Regions from separate parts of the Oryctolagus cuniculus genome. Here region 1 is linked to region 2. A link is a contact called in public Micro-C data. All regions are on one chromosome and are shown on one strand. The core of a region is the stretch at or near the end of the contact, and the rest is flanking DNA. Distances in the headings are between cores, read along the strand shown. Region 1 overlaps CTBP2 (C-terminal binding protein 2). Region 2 holds the start of CTBP2 (C-terminal binding protein 2).

Region 1 (3,141 bases), core at 281-2,780, 87 kb after region 2:
GTAGGAAGTTGGGGAAGGGAGGCGGTGTCCTGGTGCTCGGCCCTCCACCTGCAGCATTGCTGGCGCCCCGGGGCGGTTGGCTGGGAAGATGGAGCCAGGAAAGAGGGCCGCGTGGTGGGCACAAGCTCCTGTCGGAGAAATCGTGTTACCGCTCGCAGCTGTGCATCGCGTGGTTGCCACCACAGGCTCCCCGGTGCCGTGGTCCACACACCTGAAAGGGGATTTTAAATCGCTGACATTTCTTAAAGGAAGTCGCGTGTGTCTCATCCTTTGTGTACTTTTGTGCGGCTGACTTGCTCCTGTGTAAACCGGCAGACCCCACCGGGCTCGCTCGTAGTTTGGTTTTCCTTCAAGCAGAACTTTCTGTTCGCTTTGAGTCGGCCCCTGTGCAGAGAGGAGTGGCTGCTGCTGGATGCGGTGGGCCGACCGCTGGCTGAGCCTGCGCTGGCCCTCCGAGGTGCGGGCCATGTCCCGAGGTCGCCGTCTTTGGGGAAATTGGCTTTGATGCTGGGGTCCTCGTGGAAAGTCAGTGCAGGTGCCTGGCGGGCTTTGTTCCGAGGAAGCACAAGCCAGGTCCAGAGGACCCCAGGTTCCCAAGGACTGCGCCGAGAGGCTGGAGCAGCCTCCTGATGGAAGGCAGCAGGGCTGGTTCCCCCGGGGGTCAGGGCCTGGCTTCCCAGGGGATCCCTCTGGACAGGAAGCAGGAATGGCCTTAGCAGGCCCCTGGCCTGTGACCCACACCAGAGCATAACAAAGACCAGGCCTCCTGCCGCCGGGGGAGGCGGGACAGGTCCTGCAGGAGGGGGAGAGGTGAGCTGGCCAGTGGACAGAAGGGGCCCAGAGGCTCAGGGGCTGGCGTGTTGGCAACAAATGAAATGCCCTATTTTAAGCCCTGTTTTGTACCAGGGCTTCCTGTTTTTCCGAAGGAAACTCTTGTTTTGGTTTTCATGATGAGGGATTTACTGAAACACGGGCGTTCTCATGACAAAGTGGAGCTGGAGATCTGTCCCCAGGCAATGCGGACCCCATGAGAGCTGTTCTCTGCTCCGGGGGTGTCCGAGCCTCCGCGGCCCTGAGCGCTCCGAGAGCGCTGGGGAGGCTGCATCCCCGAGCCTGGAGGGAGGCGGGCTGGCCAAGGACAATTGAAAGGGTTTTTTTGTTGTTCCTCTAGGGCTAAGTTAAGCCATGTGTGTGTCTTTCTAGGAGTGCTGGGCCGGCCAATCGGAGCGGCGTAAACCCCACTCGCTTCCTGCCGACCTTGTGACACTGACAGATGTTCTTTCTTACGAGTGTCGCTGGGCCTCTGCTTGCTGGCCTCATCAGATTGTGTGGGAGCCATTTTCCCAAGTCTTCCCGCCAGTCCGAGGCCCTCAGAGTGGGTTTGTCCAAAGAATTGCTGCTGCCCTGGAGCTGGGGTGGGGGTGGGGGCCACAGGCCAGCCCAGGGCCACGTGCAGGCTGCAGACCCGCACACAAAGAGTGAATGTGAGGGCTCAGCAGGTCTCTCTGAGAGAGCTTTCCAGAGCTCTGGTGTGGCTGTGTGCTGGGACCCTAGCTCGTCAAGTCAGGGCTGAGCCATGTGCACTGGGAGGTGAACCCCTGTGGGTGCCCCCATGGCTCCTGCAGCACCACTGGGGATGACTGGGGGGGAGGTTTCTGTGGCTAAGAGGGTGCTACCCCCACCCCCACCCGCACACCCCAGGAGCCTTGTGTTTGCACCTGTGAAATTCATTCACATAGAACAGCTGTGAGTGAGGCAGGTGCCCTGAGCCTTGCCCCTGGGTTGGGCAGTTCTCCAACAAGGGGATTATTTGGACCTCCTCTGGGCTCTTCTGGAAGTCCCTGTCCTGCCAGCACCTGAGTGGTTGGGGCTCACCTGGAGAACAGGTGTGATGGCCAGCGCCTGCTAGAATCAGACAGCAGGGCTGCCCTGCTGGGGGGCCGCTGGTGTAAGAGACCCTCTCCACCCAGGCCGGTCCCACCCTTCCCAGAGTCTCGCCCTCAGAGCGAGTCCTGCTCGTATTTGGGTGTGTGTCTCCCTGGCCCTCTGTGTTTCATTGCAGTGAGTTTTCTGGGCCAGATTTTATTTGTTGGCCCCGTGCTGGGTTCTCCGAGTGTTTCTGTCTGGTCTGTAGAGGCTGCTCAGGAATGGTGGGGTGCAGCTGAATGAACCGTGGCCGTTAGGTTTCTGAAGTTGGATGTGCGGCCCCGCCTGGCTACTTTGCTTCCAGACTCTGAAGCCAGCTGGTCAGATTTGGAAGGCATTGGGTTGTCAGAAGCCCCCAAGGGCCGCCGGGCCCGCAGGCTCCTGACTGCTCCTGGCCGCGTCTCGTGCTCAATGCGGTCCCTGCCATCTTAGAAACAGAAACGGCCATGCTTGCCTTAAATGTTTACCTGCATCCGCTTTTTCCAAGATTGGCAGGGCTTGGATTTAATGGTCGCTGCATTTCAAAGACCAAAGAATAAGAAAGCTGAATTTCCATGCAGAGGGTGGCGTCCGAGGCTGCATTCTTAATGTGGGGCCCAGGCCCTGGTAGATCTTTTTAATGTTCCCCAGATTTATGGGTGTGCGTGAGTCCCCGTGGAGACCCCCGGGTGCCTTAGTGAACTCTGTGCGTGTTGCATGTGGCCCTGGAATTCACTGGAAGCATCTGGGACGAGTGAGAATCACAGCGACCCCTGTGGATATTGCTGGGGTGGGGGCGGGGGCGGGGGTGGGGGTGGGGGTGGAGGGCGAGGCCGAGGAGGGGAGCTCCCTGCCTGGTGGGTCCTGTACACCTGGGGCCACACGTCCAGGCCATGTCCGAGTTCCGAGCCTCCGGTCTCAGAACTGGAGCCCTAGCAGTGACCGAGGTCAGCGCCATAGGCTCTCTGGGGGTTGCAGTGGGTGCTGGTTGCTGGGTGACAGATGATCGTAAGAGTTCTAATACAAAGGGTGCTGCGACCAGGGTCCCTCAAGATACTGCAGCCCACGAGTCAGCCAGGGTTGGGCTCTCATCTGAAGGCTCAGCCAGCGGAGGAATCCTGTGGGCTGGTGGGGGCCTCTAGCTGGAGCAGCTGGTGTCTCAGCGTGAACATGCTGCAGCTGGAAGCCTCGGTCTCCCTGCTGGGAAGTGCTACTCATCGCCCACCCGTTCTGCTG
Region 2 (3,279 bases), core at 261-2,760:
CTGCGACCACTCAGAACCAGAGCTCCTCTGTGAGACGGGGAAGCAGACACGTTTGCTCAGTTTACGCCCAGGAAAGTCAGAAAGCGCGGCCCGGCGCCCCGGAGACCCGGGTCCAAGGACAGCCCAGGACGATACAAGCACCAGGGCCTGGGGGGCAAAGCTGCGGGCACAGGCCGCCCAGCCCGAATCGGGCCCACGTGCACGGAGCTCCGGGCGCACAAGGCCGGGCCCCGCGCGGGCCACCCCGGGGGGCCTGAAATCCTGCTTCCCGAAAGACCAGCAGCAGAAGCCAAGGCCCCCCCACGCTGCCCGTCGCACAGGCCGCACCCCGGCTCGCCTGAGCACAAACCCCCAGCTGGGGTTGGATTCGCAGATGCCAACAAGGCCGAGCGCCCGCGGCTGCGCGCCTCAGGGTGCAGAGGGCAGCTCGGCTGTGCGGGACCTCGGCTTTCGGTGCTTCGGCTCCGCAGAGCACGCAGCCCTCGGGCCCCAAGGCGGCCACCGGCTCCCAGAATGGCGGCCCTTAACGCCAGACCTCAGACCCCTCCCCATGCCTTTCCTGCGCACATCTCAGTCCAGGTCCTCACTTATCAGCGAGGTCTTAAACCCACAGAGCCTAAGGGCTTAGTTTGGCGCACACACGGGCTCCCGCAGGGCGCGCGGGCGGACCCAGGGAAGTGGGATGAGCGCCGCGGATCCCTGGGCCTCCCCCTGCACCCAGATCCCTCCCGGAGACGGTGCGGGTCACAGGCGCGGGGGCCAGTCCGGGCCGTGTCTGGCCCTCAGGCCCCGACTCCAGGCTTGGAGTCCGGGACTGCGTAGGCGCCGCGCGCGCCCCGGACCCCGACTCCCGGCCCCCAGGCCGCCGCGCCGCCGTCCCGCGAGGCCCGGGGTTGCGACCCAGGGCAAGGCTTTAAAAATAGCCCGGCGAGATCCGGGCAACAGGAAGAACATTTTTTTTTTTTCTAGAAATGTGTAGAGATGTTTTGCTTCTCGCAGGGACAGCAGCCGCCGCTGCCAGGTCCAGCACATGGGGGCCCCCTCCCCGCAGCCTCTCGGCCACGGTCTCGCGGATCCGGATTTGGGAAACGCAAGGGCCCCCCGCGGCCGGCCCCGCGGGCCTGGGAAGGCAGAAGCGGCCGGCGCGGGGGCCCAGCAGGAAGTTGCAGGCGCGGGGCCGGGAAGAGGGCAGGTCGGCGCAGCAGGCCTGGCGGGGGCCCCACGGGGCCGGGGCCCGCGGGGCTCGCGTCCCCCCCTCACGTGGCCGGGCGCCCAAGGCCCCACGTGGAAGGCGAGGCGGAGGAGGGTCGGCGAGGGGCGGGCTGGGCTCCGGGCGGCCGCGGCAGGACCCCCGCCCCTGCCGCCGAGGCCCCCGCGCCTCCCGCAGGCCTTCCGGGCGGGGCCCGGCCGGGGGCGGGCCAGCGAGTGCCCGCCGCGCCAGCGCGCACTTTGGCGGAGCCGCTAATCCCCCGAGAGCGCCCATTTGTAGTGAGGAGTATCTGTAGGGGCGAGGCCGGCCCATGTGGGGTTGTGTCATTGGTTTGCAAAGAGAGACCCCGCCTTTGCCCAAAAAAAAAAAAAAAAAAAAAAAAAAAAAGGAGCGAGGAGTGAGCGGGCGGCGACCCTCACCTCGCTCCCGCCTCGCTCCCGCGCAGCCCGCGGCGCTGAGCTGCGGCCCGGCCGCCGCGCGCCCTCCCGCGGGCTCCGCTCGCCGCCTCCTTCCCCGAGAAAACGCATAAAGAGCGGAGTAGCCGCGGGCGCGCGGCCCCGGACCGGCCCTCCCGGAGCCAACTTGGAGCCGGCATCCTCCGGGGGTGAGCGACGCGGGCGGCGCGGCCCCTCCCGGAGGCCGGGCGGGCGGGCCGGGGTGGGGACCGGGAGCCGGTGGGCGGAGGAAGGGGCGGCTGGGTGGGGAAGTAGGAAGAGGCTGGGCGGCGGGAGAGGCGGGGGCGGAGGCGGAGGCGGAGGAGGGAGGGGCGGGGGAGGGGCGCGCGGCCGGGAGATTAAGTTTTTGTGTGTGTCCCCGTGTGCGTGTGTCATTTTAAGGTGGCTCGGGAGCGGCCCGAGGAGCGAGGCCCCGAGCCGGGAGCCATGCCGCGCTGAGGTGGGGGGGGCGCACAGCCGCCGCCGCCGCCGCCGGGTGGGGTGGGAGGGGCGGGAGTCGCCGCCGCCGCCGCCGCCGCCTCCCGGGTGGGCGCCCTTCGCCGCGGACGCCGGCGGCCCGGGACGAGGTAAGGGGACCCCGGGGGAGGGCTGGGGCCGCGGCCACGGGCGGGGGGCGCCGTGCCCGCGCCTCACTGCGCCACTCCGGGAGCGGGAGGAGGGAGGCGAAGGGCGCGGAGCCGGCATCCGAGGACATCTTTGGCCCGCGCCCCCGGCCCCGGGTGTCCCCTCGGTGGCCGGGGGCGGACGGCGTCCCAGGGGTCCGCGCCCGCCGCCCCCCGCCCTCGGTTGCGCCCGCCGGCAGCCGTTTGCGCCAGGATTTTTGTTGTTGTGATGAGAGTTGATGAATGCGAAGTAGGCGGTCACCTTCCTTCCCATCAGGATTGGAAAAAAAAAAAAAAAAAAAAGGAAAGAAAGAAACCCCGAGCGCGGCGGCGTCCGGAGGGCAGCGCAGCGGCGGCGTCGCGGCCACGGGTTCCCAGGCGCCCCCGGCTCCGGCTCCCCGAGCCCGGTGGGTGCGCGCGCGGGGGCCGCCGGCCACCCGGGCCGAACGCGCGGCGCGCCGCGGGGACAATACGGCCGGGTCCCTGGGGACCCGGAGTCCGAGCACGCCGGGGTGCGGCGGGCCTGGCGCCCGCGAGGCGAAGGGCGGAGGGGCGAGGGGCCGCGGGGAAGTCGGGGCGCGCGCGGCTCGGGCCCCCGGGGGGCGCGGCCCCTGACGGCGGGGGACCCCCGCAGCGCCCCGGGAGCGCCGGCGGAGGGCTGGAAGGGAGGCGAAGTGGAACCCTTTTGTTGTGCCGGCCCGGCATTGTTGGCTCCTCCGGGCAGCCGGGCCACATCTGCCGCGGCCGCCGCCGCCGCGCGGGGCCCGGCCCGCCAAAGTCGCGGCGGGGCGGGGGGCCGGGGCGGGCTCCGGGCGGCGGCGGCGGCGGCTGGCGCGGGCGGGGGCAGAGGAAATGCCCGGCCGCGCTCCCGCGGGCACCACTTCCTCCTCGCCGGCCGCCCGGAGCCCGGCCCGCGCGCGCCTCCCCGGCTCCCCCGCCCGGGCCGCACTTTTCGGGTGGGGCGAACCGAAAGGAAAAAGTTTCGCAGGAGGGGCCGGCCGGGGCGCGCCCT

The links. Hi-C and Micro-C count contacts between places; a contact is called where the count stands out from the background.
Region 1: a contact with region 2 is called in a Micro-C map of ear pinna, with 2.4 times the contacts expected there. The contact joins the enhancer-like site here to the promoter of CTBP2 in region 2. A contact is called at or near these places in 2 of 6 Hi-C or Micro-C datasets (ear pinna and an unstated tissue).

Annotation. Positions count from the first base shown.
Region 1 is chr15:6,460,686-6,463,826 of mOryCun1.1, forward strand. The region is part of intron 2 of CTBP2 (C-terminal binding protein 2); the gene reads left to right. Among named protein-coding and RNA genes, the nearest start is that of CTBP2, 87 kb to the left of the region's middle. Within about 2 kb of position 1,531, at least 3 of the 8 cell types and tissues checked have an H3K27ac peak or open chromatin away from gene starts, as enhancers often do. A contact at or near this core is called in ear pinna, where this site is marked.
Region 2 is chr15:6,373,570-6,376,848 of mOryCun1.1, forward strand. It overlaps CTBP2 (C-terminal binding protein 2), which reads left to right and starts at 1,511. Exons shown (of 11, transcript XM_051833531.2): 1 at 1,511-1,814.